4 separate regions of the Sus scrofa genome follow, and regions 1, 3 and 4 are each linked to region 2. A link is a contact called in public Hi-C and targeted proximity ligation data. All regions are on one chromosome and are shown on one strand. The core of a region is the stretch at or near the end of the contact, and the rest is flanking DNA. Distances in the headings are between cores, read along the strand shown. Region 1 overlaps BAALC (brain and acute leukemia, cytoplasmic). Region 2 holds the start of CTHRC1 (collagen triple helix repeat-containing protein 1). Region 3 has its middle 36 kb from the start of BAALC. Region 4 overlaps BAALC (brain and acute leukemia, cytoplasmic).

Region 1 (2,780 bases), core at 14-2,513, 130 kb after region 2:
GGTGGCACATTCAGGTCAGAGAGTAAACATCTGGAGGTGGCCCAGAATTCCTGAGCAAATAATTAGCAGGAGAGAATCCGCTTGAGCTGTTTGTTGAGCTCAGGGAAGGAGAGGGTGGGGAGGAGACAGTCAGTGATTTATCAGAGGCTGTGCAGCCAAAAAGGTCCCGAGTGACTGGAGCGAATCAATGTTTAACAGAGAAAGGGAGAGAGCGCCCCACTGAGACAGTTGCAACTTGTGAAAGATCATTTTTTCTGCCGGTTAGCACCTATGAACACCAGGCATGAGACCGAGGCCAGAAGGAACTGAAAGAGGGAGGATGTGGTTTGTTTGGTGGGACCCGGAGTGGGGAAGGGCTCTGAACACAAGCTGCTGTCGCTCATAGCCATTAGCGACATCAGTTGCCCCTCTTGGCCCTTAGAAAGCGATCTGTGGGATCACATCTATGTTGCTTTTTTAATTTTATTTTTATTTTTGTTTTTTTTTTTTAATGGCTGCTCCTGCAGCATATGGAAGTTCCCAGGCTAGGGGTTGAACTGGAGCTGTAGCTGCCAGTCTACACCACAGCCACAGCCACAACCATGCAGGACCCGAGCCGCATCTGCAACCTACACCACAGCTCACGGCAACGACGGATCCTTAAGTCACTAAGCAAGGCCAGGGATTATACCCCCATCCTCATGGATGCTAGTCAGGTTCTCAACTCCCTGAGCCACAACAGGAACTCCCTTTTATTTTATTTTTTTTCACATCTATGTTAAGTCCACTGGTTGTTACCCCCACAAGTGGCCTTTTATTTCCATCACAGCACCATTTCAAATCTATAAGACTTTGTTCATTTATTCTGTAGTATCTGACTTCCCCACACTCAGCACCACTAAAACTGGCAGCTGCTTCAGAGCAAAGGGCATGTGTGCCCGTCCTACTCGTGGATCCTTGGCCTTAGAACAGTGCCAGATGGCGCTCAGTTGACAAACATAGATGAATGAATCCAAAGAGTGCTTACAGGAACTGATGAGGAAAATTTCCAGGCCCAGAAAGGATGGCCTTCAACAAATTCGCTTTGCAATCTAAATGGGAACACTGTGTAGACATGTGCATGAAGATGCACGCTTCATGAAAAGGTTCTTCTAGAGAAGGAAGGCTTAAAAAAAATTACAAAAGTGCCAAGGAACTGTCAAACAGTGGCCTGATGATGTCCAGGCAATGCTGTGAAGTATTAACAGGTCATTTTGGAGGAGCTAAGGAAGAGTGGATACTGCCTGCGTCAGACACAGAAAACACAGGAAGCATTAGCCTGGATATGAGACAAGCTGGGAAGAGACAGTATATAGAAAGCCCTGGAGAGAACAGGAAGAAAATTCTTTTCTTGGGGCAGATTCTTGGCAGCCGAGCCCCAAGTTGGTACGAGATGGCTCTGCTGACAGAAACTATAACCAGAGGTAGACCAGCGGATCCCTTAGGCAGCAAACCTTTGCTTTTGAGGAAGTCAGGGCGCCCAGTGGCTGGTGAGGTCCCAGCAAGTCCACTGATGCATTTCAGCAATGATCTCAAATCGTACAACTGAAGCTATCTGCTCCCTGATCTTATTTTGGAAATACTTGCAACACAGCATTGTTCATTGAATTGTGAAAACAAAAGCTGTGACGTTGGCTTATCAGTGTGTGCCATCTGCGGGCCCCCCCCCCCCGCCCCCGTGCTGTGTTGGTCAGGTGTGTGTGCTTCTCACTCCCTTGCAGCTCGGTTTCTACTGTGGCTAAAGCTCTAGAGGGGCCAGCTCCTCTGGCTCCCTTTTAAGACTACCACACAAGCCCCCAGGTATGTTCATGGGTGCTGTGGGAGGGCTTTCCTGAGCCACCTCTGAGTCTCCCATCTCATCCGTGAACTGCAGACAACAATCCTAATATCGCAGAGTCATTATGAGGATTAGATGAGTTAATACAACGAGTGCTTAGCAGCCTACACCACACCTAAGGGCCTAAGAAAGACAGGACTGAGCACAATTTACTGGCCTTACATTCCTACGGTCCATAACTGGAACCATCTGCTGCTGGTTAGTGTGTAAAGTCGTGTAACCACTTTGGCAGTAACTATTAAAGTCAAACATATCCCCATCCTGTGCGGCAGGAATTCTACTCCTGGGTACACACCCCTGAGAAGTGAATGTCCACCAAAGGACAGTCACAAGAATGGCCACAGCTATGCTGTTCAGAACAGCCCTGAACTGGAAACAACCCAAATGTCCTTCAAGGCGAATGGTTGCATTGCGGTGTATTCATTTAGTGGAATACACATAACGATGCGAATGAGAAAATTTTTGCAACCCACAACATCATGGCTGATTCTCACCAGCATAATGTTGAACAAAAGACGCCAGACACGAAAGAGTGCACACGGCATGATTCCATTTATCAAGGTCAAAAATAAAATACACTGGTCGCTAATGCTAGATGTCAGAAGACTGGTTATGTTGTGGGGGGTGGACAGTGACTGGCACATCCCAGTCACTGCAGTGAGGGGCACAAGGGGGATTTTTGGAGTATTGACACTGTCCTGTGTCTCCTCATGGAAGATGTTACATGGGTGTGTCACTTTATTAAAATTCATTGCACTTATGACTGATTTGTACATTTTTCTAGGTGTACATTATATGTGGTAGGCTGTCCCTAATCCTTTGCTGTCTCTCCACTGGGGACAGAGGGCATTTCCTTGTCCTGTTGATGCTGGGCTTGTCCATGTGAATTTGGCTAAGAGGAGGTTAGATGGTAGGATGTGAGCAG
Region 2 (2,715 bases), core at 204-2,703:
AAAATTACATAGCACATCAGCAAAAAGTGCAATATGAAATGGCAGGAATTTTCTTTTCCAGAACTAGCTGCCAGGAATCTTGGTTTATTAGCTCAGTTTACAATGGCAGCTTAACAAATTTGATACAGTTTTTTTTAAATCAAAATATGCCCCCTCTTATATATGCCCATAACTTGTATTTGTCTGCAAATAAGGTGGGAATAAGGATTGAAGTTTGTTATATGCCAAAGGAATATGGCAGTTCTGAAAGGATCACCTCTACTACCAAACAGAGAACTGCTCTGCCCTTCACTGGGCTTGTTGACTTTTAGAAGGAGAAGAGCTTTAAACAAATATACCCTCCCATAGAGGTGGCTCTCAAAAAGCACTTGGGTTATTTATTTGCTTCTCTTTTAGTTTGGCTGTGATGTTTCTGCCTGGTGGCCACAGGCTGAAGAAATGGGGTGTCTGGGAGGACCGACTGCCCGTCAGGCTAAACAGAACAATGAAATGAGTCCTTGGAGGGTTAGTGCTGGGCCCCTTCATTTGACCCGCTGAACCGTTCCTGGCCCAGCTGCGGGCGTCCAACAAAGTAAATTGCAGCTTATGCTCCCTAGGAAGATGACCCAACATGACTCACTGTCGTCAAGTTACAAAGAGTTGGACGGATGCTGAGTGAGGGTTGTTATTCTCTCCTGCTGGCAGACGTGGCCACCAGCCCCAACAAAGGACACGTTGCACGTCCCTGGTTCAGGCTCACCCAGGGGATCAGCGGGTCCAGGGTCTCCCAGGCAGCTTCCTGGCCCACGTTCTAACCAACCCAAGCTCCTGATTCTACTCCCACGGTCGCCTTAACCCTCTTCTTCCTCCCGGGTCGGGGATGCGGTGGTCTCAGAGGCCAGAAATTATCGGGCCAAAAATTATCTCTTACTTCAAGGCGTCCCACCCGACCCACGGCGCGACTCCCGACCACTATGGCCCGCTCATCTCGGTCCCCCCATGAGAGTTCCAGGATTCCACTACCCTCATTGCTTGGGTCCTCCCTTACACGCAAACGCAGACAAAGCGGAACCCCCACCCCGCACCGCAAGCAAAACACCCAGCAGTGCAGACAGCCCCCTGCCCATCCCCATTCCGCGGCTCTGCCCCTCCACCGGACTCACCACGTCCACCACCTCCCTCTGCCGGAGCAGCGCCTTTTGCTTCCCCTTGGGGGTCTCGGAGGCGCTCGACGGCGCCTGCGGCTGCAGCAGCAGGAGCAGCAGGAGGCCTAGGAGCCTCTGCGGGCAGGCGGCGGCGGGGCCCTGGGGGCGCATGGCGCGCGGCGGCCCCGGACGCGCGGAGCAGAGAGGCGGAGGAGGAGACCAGGGAGCCGGGACGTGATCACAGTCTGGCCCCGCCGCACTCCGAGGCCGCCGCCGGCTGCATCAATGAGCCTTTCACTCGCCTGCTTCCCTCCCTCTCCATCTCCCTCCCGCCCCCCCCACACCCCCGACACCGGAGTTTCCATCCCGTAATAGGTCGGAGCCCCCACCCGGAGCCCGACGTGGGGCGGGCCGACGGCCGGGCCCGCCCCCTCCCTGGGCAGCTCAGCTCGTCGGGACCCTCGCGGGCAGCGCCTACCTCGTGGATGGGCCGCCTGCGGAGCCCGGGCTCAGCGAACCACAGGTAGAGGCTTCGAGGAGGCCGGAGTGGAGACCGCACCGCCTAAATGAACTTTGTAGAGGCACGTGCCTTCACCTGGGTCCAAGAATACCTGAGTCAGATCCCTGGCACCGGTGGGGGAATTAGGTGGGGTGGGACGGACCCATAGATACCATATTCTTCCAGGGGGCCATGCTCCAAATAATTAAGAACCTATCCTTCGTAACAAGTGTCAACACTTAGTAAGCTCCAGGAACCATGCAGGCCTTTACACATCCTCTCTGTCCTCTTGACAATCCTGTGGGAGCTGATGCCTCCTCTGCTGGCCCCATTCACAGACGGGGAAACTGAGGTTCAGGGAGGTTAAGCAACAGTGAGTGGTAGAAGACCACTTTTGAGCAATCGCTCTTGATCTCTGCCTGCTAATTATCTTTTTCTAACTCCCTCTGTCCTCCTCTATCTATTCTGGAAGAAAGTATCCACAGGGACCCAGGCAACCCACCAGCTAGGGTCAAGCTGGAGCTTCTTTATACACCATGGGCTGAAATCAGGCAGGACAGAAGTCTTGCCACACCTGTAGCAACATGGAGGTTGCTGACAGAATAGCACTGCTGCTGAAGTCAAATTCAACTCAGCACTTTCTCTTTCTGGCCTAGCCAGATTCTGGAAAATTATACTGGGCTCAACAAATGGATGTTAAAGAGAAGAAACACGGAGTTCCCGTAGTGGTGCAGTGGTTAATGAATCGGACTAGGATCCATGAGGTTGCGAGTTCCATCCCTGGCCTTGCTCAGTGGACTAAGGATCTGGTGTTGCCATGAGCTGTGGTGTAGGCTGCAGACACGGCTCGGATCCTGCGTTGCTGTGGCTCTGGCGTAGGCCGACAGCAATAGCTCCAATTAGACCCCAAGCCTGGGAACCTCCATATGCTGCAGGAGTGGCCCCAGAAATGGCAAAAAGACCAAAAAATAAATTAAAAAAGTAAAAAATAAAGAGAAAGAACAGTTTGGAAGGGGAGCAGTTCAGGGCAGTTCTAGGAATGTTCATTGCTGGGCCAGTCCCTATGTACAGGTAAATGCCACTCCTGTTTGT
Region 3 (3,099 bases), core at 344-2,843, 250 kb after region 2:
AAGTGATTCAGTTATGTATATGTATGTGTGTATGTATATATATATTCTTTTCATTATAGATTATTGTATGATATTGGGTATAGTTCCCTGTGCTGTAAGCATGTCCTTGCCAGTTATCTATTTTATATATAGTTGTATGTATACGTTAATCCCAAACTTCTAAGGTATCTCTCTCCCCTCTTTTCCCCTTTGGTAACTGTATGTTTGTTTTCCATGTCTGTGAGTCTATTTCTGACAGTTCAGAAAGCTTACAGAAATGACAGGTGTGGCAGGCATAATTAAGGGCCCTCAAAGATGTCCATAGTCCCTGGAACCTTGGAACATGTGACTTTACCTGGCAAACAAGACTTTACAGGCACGATTAAGTTATGGAACCTCTAGAACTACCATAAGACCCAGCAATCCCACTCTTGACATATATCCAAACAAAACTTTCCTTAAAAAAATACACAAGTACCTGAATGTTTGTTACAGCGCTATTCACAGCAGCCAAGATGAATGTCTATTGACAGATGAATGGATTAAGATGTGGTATGTATACACAATGGAATACTTACTCAGCCATAAAAAAAACCCCAAAATAAAGCCATTTGCAGAACATGGATGGAACTAGAGACTCTCTTACTAAGTGAAGTTGTAAAGAGAAAGACAAATGCCATATGGCATCACTTATATCTGGAATCTAATATGTGGCACAAAGGAACCTTTCCACAGAAAAGATCATAGACTTGGAGAACAGACTTGTGGTTGCCAAGGGGGAGGAGGTGGGAGTGGGACAGAGTGGGAATTTGGGGATAATAGATTAAAACTATGGCCTTTGGAAAGGATTAGCAATGAGATCCTGCTGTGTAGCTCTGGGAACTATATCTAGTCACTTGTGGTGGAGCATGATAATGTGAGACAAAGGAATATATACATGTATGTGTGACTGGGTCACCTTGCTGTGCAGTAGAAAATTGACAGAACACTGTAAACCAGCTATAATGGAAAAAACCAAAAACCATTTAAAAAAAAATGGTTATGGAACCTCAAGATGGAAAGAGTATCCTGGATTACCCAGGTGGGCCTGATGGAGTCACAGGGTCCTTGCAGAATGGAAGACAGAGGCAGACGGTGGACCAGAGCTGCAGGGTGAGAAGAATGTGACCAGAGCTGCAGGGTGAGAAGAATTTGAGGCTCCACTGCTGGTTCTGTGCTCTAAGGAGTCACATGCAAGGACGAGAGAGCCCGCGAGTTGCCAAGGGTGGCCCCCAGCCAATGGCCAGTAAGGAAATGGGACCTGAGTCTCACAACCTCACAGAATGGAATTCTGCCAACAACACAAACAAGGAAGCAAGGAAGCGGGTCATCCCGTAAAGCCTCCAGGAAGGAAAGCAGCCCTGCCGACACCTGGATTTTGCTGGTGTGACCTGGGCGAGATCCTGACCTACTGAACTCTAAGATGATACGCCTGTGCTGTCCCAGCCACTGAGTGTGTGGTAACTGGTTCTGGCAGTGACAGAAAACACATAAGATGGCATGGCCCTGGCCAGTGACTCTCAAAGGGGAAAGGCCTGAGGGAGGGGGGAAGGCCCCAGGGGTTCTCTGCCAGCCTGGCCCCTGCTGGGAGTTGGACTAAGGTGCCTTCATGATGGGATCTCAGTGACCAGAGAGGCAGGTGCCTGGAGTGGCTGATTTGAGATGCAGCCAAGGGTGTGTCACCCCAGGGCCTGTGCTCCTTGGCAGAGAGAGAGGAGACTCCACAGGGAGGGGGAAAGGACATGAGCTGGCCCAGAAGGAGGGGGTTTCAGGCCCAGGAAAGTGGGAAATGGGGAGGGGGTGGGGACAGTGACTCACTGAGAAACAGACAGGAGGTGTGTTGTGTGCACGCACCTGCCTGTTGAGGGGAGGCAGGTGAGCGGAGGGAGCCGACTGACAGACGGGAGTAAGGCTGGAACACTGGGTTGGAATTGTATTTCCAAAGAGCTCTGTAGGTCCCACTAAGAAGTTCAGGTCAACTGTGTACGCGATGGAGATGCATGAGGATGCCCAAGCAGAGTGACCTCTGCATTTAAAACCTGCCTTTGAGCAGCTACTCCACAGCAGTACAAGCCGGAGTTAAGGCCCTGGAACTAGAGACAGGGAAGGGCAGCCTCAGCGATCTGCGGTAGAAATTCTCAGGCCCATGGAAAGAGCTATTAGGTACTGAGTGAGCCATCTGTCAGAGAAGAGAGCGCCGTGTTTCTCACTGCTAACCTTCCCAATAACCCTGCAAAGGAGTGCTTACCTTCCTTTACAGAGAAACGGAGACTCAGAGAGGTTTGTTAGCTTGCCTAAGGTCACACAGCTATTAAATGGCCCGAGATTTTAATGTGAACTTTTGCAAGGGGCCAGGCTTCAAAACCTGTGCTTTTAATAATACAATGTATAATACAAAGGAGGAAAGAGAATTAAGAGCTATTTTAGAAATAATGGATGAAAACTGATGACCAATTCAAAGCGAGGAAGGCTGAGGCAGAGGGGAGGACTCTGCTTGATTGACCAGGTGTGTGCCAGGATCCAGGGGATAGAGAATGGGCGGAATCTAAGGCTTCTCACAGGGACAGTATCACAGCCCGGGGGCATTTGGAGGTATTGGTGGGGTGTTGTTTTGGTTGTTCCAGTGGCTGGCAGGGGGACCAAACTTCCTTCAAGGCACAGGACTGTCTATTCAAGAGAGAACTGCCACATCCTAAATACTAAAAGTGCCCCTTCCAGGAGTTCCCGTCGTGGCGCAGTGATTAATGAATCTGACTAGGAACCATGAGGTTGCGGGTTCAATCCCTGGCCTTGCTCAGTGGGTTAAGGATCTGGCGTTGCTGTGAGCTGTGGTGTAGAGCAGCAGCTACAGCTCCGATTGGACCCCTAGCCTGGGAACTTCCATGTGCTGCAGGTGCGGCCCTAGAAAAGGCAAAAAAAAAAAAAAAAAAAAAGTGCCCCTTCCAAAAAATGCTGAAGACAAGTTCAAAGGACATCTACTTGCCAGACGGAAGAGATGTGGAAATGAGAGACAGGATTTCAGAATCCATGAGACACAGTGAATGACCTTAAGGAGGGCTCCCAGGAAGAGTCTGAAAACCC
Region 4 (2,946 bases), core at 11-2,510, 150 kb after region 2:
TTCAACACACAGCATCTCCCATGTCTGGGGTGCAGCCAGTTGGCCTCGGACAATCTCTACCCCAGATGGTATCATGACTACCTGCTTGGGGATGGAAAATTCTTCCAGGAAAGCTCACAAAGCCAGGGTGTTTCTGGCATCAAGGGACTGAGAGGCTGCCAACCCAGAGAAGGGATGGTGGCTGTGGATGCAATCTTCCAGAACTTAGGAATCTGATCCCAGCCCAGCCCTTCATGGATGTCTCCATGCCTTCAGGATAAAGTCCCCAATCCCTTCTCATCTGTAAAGCTCTTGGTGAGTGTGCCTTCTCAGCAGGGGTCATGGGCTCACCCTCTCCCTGCTGTTCTCTAAGCTCCTGCCTTGGTGGATGTCAGAGGCACCTCCCTGCCTGGACATGTGGTCCCTTCTATTCATGACGCTCTTGCCATGGCCTGGCGGATTCTTTGTGTCACCCTAACATCACTCCCTCCCTCCGGGGTCCTTCCCAGACCCCTCCTCACACTAGGTAGGGTTCCTGTTTCCCTCCCACAGAACCTCATACTTCTCTGGAACACTCGTGGTTGTTGGGAGTTTTGGTTCCAGGCCTGTCTGCCCCATGAGTCTGGTGGCTCCATGGAGCCATGGACCAAGCCTGTCTTGTTCATCACCAGGTCTAGCATGTATTAGGCGTTCAAGAAATGTTGGCAGGAGTTCCCATCGTGGCTCAGTGGTTGGCGAATCCGACTAGGAACCATGAGGTTGCGGGTTTGATCCTTGCCCTTGCTCAGTGGGTTAAGGATCTGGCTTTGCCAAGAGCTGTGGTGTAGGCTGCAGACGTGGCTCGGATCCTGCGTTGCTGTGGCTCTGGCATAGGCTGGCAGCTGCATCTCTGATTCAACCCCTAGCCTGGGAAACTCCATATGCTGCAGGAGCAGCCCAAGAAATGGCAAAAAGACACACACACACCACCAAAAAAAAAAAAAAGAAAGAAAGAAATGTTGGCAGGGACCACTGAGCAGGCTGCCAGAACTAGCATCATCACTCAGGAAGAAGCTGTCACACAAACCTCTGCGCATTCAGTGTAGATTGTCACTCCCTTGACGTAACAGCTGAGATCCCCAAAGAAGCAAGTGCAAACATGCAGCGTGCCAGCTGTTCCCTTGCCTGTGGAGGCACCAGGACGAACGAAAGAGCTCACGCAAACAGCATGATCAGCTCCCGGGAGAGACCTGTCAACGCTGCTGGCCACTCGCTGCACACAGAGGGTTACTGTGACTCCCAGCCCCCGCCCCCATCAAGGTGGATGTCTCTCCAAGATTTGGGACCGAGTGCAAACGCAAAGGCGGTACTGTAGGTCCCCCCAGATTCCATTTGGGGGCTCATGCTACAGGAACGAGGGATGGCTTTCCCTCATCAGGACGGCCACAGCCCTCCGGCAAAAGCAGTTGTCTAACAACTTCTGCTCAGTAAGGTCACCCTGGACCCAGCTACAGGAAGGGCTGGTGACAGGGCCAGGCAATGCTGCATGGGGGCTGGCGACAGTACAGGCGAGAGGTGAGTCACACTGGGCTTTCCTTTCCTCTCTCTACAGATGGCTGCACTGCTGCTGGGGAGGGGAGCACTGATAGTGGGGCCTTGGGAAGTTGCCAAGGGCCAGACTCTGGGCCTTTGATTCCAGGCTAGAAGGTCTGCAGGGCCAACTTTGTGCAAAGAAGTCCCAGCCTCCAAAGTGCTCCGTCTTTTCCACTGATGCTTGAAATTCCTTAACCAGGGGAAGAGTATTTTTTACATATGATTAGCACTAAGGTTTAATAGTTCCAGGAGAAAAAGCATGGTCACTTAAATTCACCTCTCTCCACTTGCCCAATCTTTTAAAGGCAGAGAGGATTCTGGTACCTAGAATGACCTCATGACTTGCTTCTGAGTTGAGGAATCCAGCTAGTTAACTGGTGGAAGAGAAAGCAAAGGACAGAAGGACATTAGGCTGACTTATTTGTTAGGCTTTAGGTGGCGAAGGAGCAGGGAGCAGAAAAGTAGTGTCAGGAACAGAAAGAGGAAGGAGAGAGATTTAGGGAGGAGGGAGCCACTGCCTGGTTTATAAAAAAGTTTGAGACAGAGAATTTTAAAGAGGTTTTGTTATGGAGTTCATATCGTGGCACGGTGGTTAACGAATCTGACTAGGAACCATGAGGTTGCAGGTTTGACCCCTGGCCTTGCTCAGTGGGTTAAGGATCTGGCATTGCCATGAGCTGTGGTATAGGTCGCAGATGCGGTTCGGATCCCAAGTTGCTGTGGCTGTGGTGTAGGCCAGAGGCTACAGCTCCGATTGGACCCCTGGCCTGGGAACCTCCATATGCTGCGGGTGTGGGCCTAGAAAAGACCCAAAAAAAAGAGGTTTTGTTATGCATCAAAAGTAAACTCCTTCCCAAATCCTGCCATTTGTGAAAATGGATGAACCTGGAGGGCTCTATGCTCAGCGAAAGAGGCCAGAGACAAACACTGCATGGTGTCACTTCTATGTGGGACCTTAACAAGTTACGCTCATGGAAAGAGAGCAGAAAAGTGATGCCAGGGACTGAGGGTGGGGAAAATACGGAGAAGTTGGTAAAAGGGTGCAAACTTTCAGCTGTACGATGAATAAGGTCTGAGGATCTACTGCATAGCATGGTGACTGCAGTAGATAATATTATTGTATAATTGAAATTTGCTAAGCACTTAGGTGATGAATATGTGTTAATTAATTCAACAGGGGGAAATTCCTTCACAGTGTACATGTATATCAAGTCATGTTGTATGCTTTAGGTATCCTAATTTTTTTTTTTTTCTTTTGGTCTTTTTGCCATTTTTAGGGCCGCTTCCCGCAGCATATGGAGGTTCCCAGGCTAGGGGTCGAATCGGAGCTGTAGCTGCCGGCCTACGCCAGAGCCACAGCAATGCTGGATCTGAGCCGAATCTGCGACCTACACC

Evidence for each region. Hi-C and Micro-C count contacts between places; a contact is called where the count stands out from the background.
Region 1: a Hi-C map of skeletal muscle shows a contact between it and region 2, with 6 times the contacts expected there. A contact is called at or near these places in 4 of 47 Hi-C or Micro-C datasets (embryonic fibroblasts, liver and skeletal muscle) and 1 of 2 datasets of targeted methods (skeletal muscle).
Region 3: a targeted proximity ligation map of skeletal muscle shows a contact between it and region 2, with 5 times the contacts expected there. A contact is called at or near these places in 19 of 47 Hi-C or Micro-C datasets (alveolar macrophages, embryonic fibroblasts, epiblast stem cells and 11 more) and 1 of 2 datasets of targeted methods (skeletal muscle).
Region 4: a contact with region 2 is called in a targeted proximity ligation map of skeletal muscle. A contact is called at or near these places in 11 of 47 Hi-C or Micro-C datasets (alveolar macrophages, embryonic fibroblasts, liver and 5 more) and 1 of 2 datasets of targeted methods (skeletal muscle).

What each region holds. Positions count from the first base shown.
Region 1 is chr4:33,903,393-33,906,172 of Sscrofa11.1, forward strand. All of the region lies in intron 2 of BAALC (brain and acute leukemia, cytoplasmic), which reads right to left. Among named protein-coding and RNA genes, the nearest start is that of FZD6, 60 kb to the left of the region's middle.
Region 2 is chr4:33,770,172-33,772,886 of Sscrofa11.1, forward strand. It overlaps CTHRC1 (collagen triple helix repeat-containing protein 1), which reads right to left and starts at 1,454. Exons shown (of 4, transcript XM_003125535.5): 1 at 1,143-1,454. The coding sequence starts at 1,295.
Region 3 is chr4:34,018,023-34,021,121 of Sscrofa11.1, forward strand. No RefSeq gene overlaps it. Among named protein-coding and RNA genes, the nearest start is that of BAALC, 36 kb to the left of the region's middle.
Region 4 is chr4:33,923,376-33,926,321 of Sscrofa11.1, forward strand. All of the region lies in intron 1 of BAALC (brain and acute leukemia, cytoplasmic), which reads right to left. Among named protein-coding and RNA genes, the nearest start is that of BAALC, 59 kb to the right of the region's middle.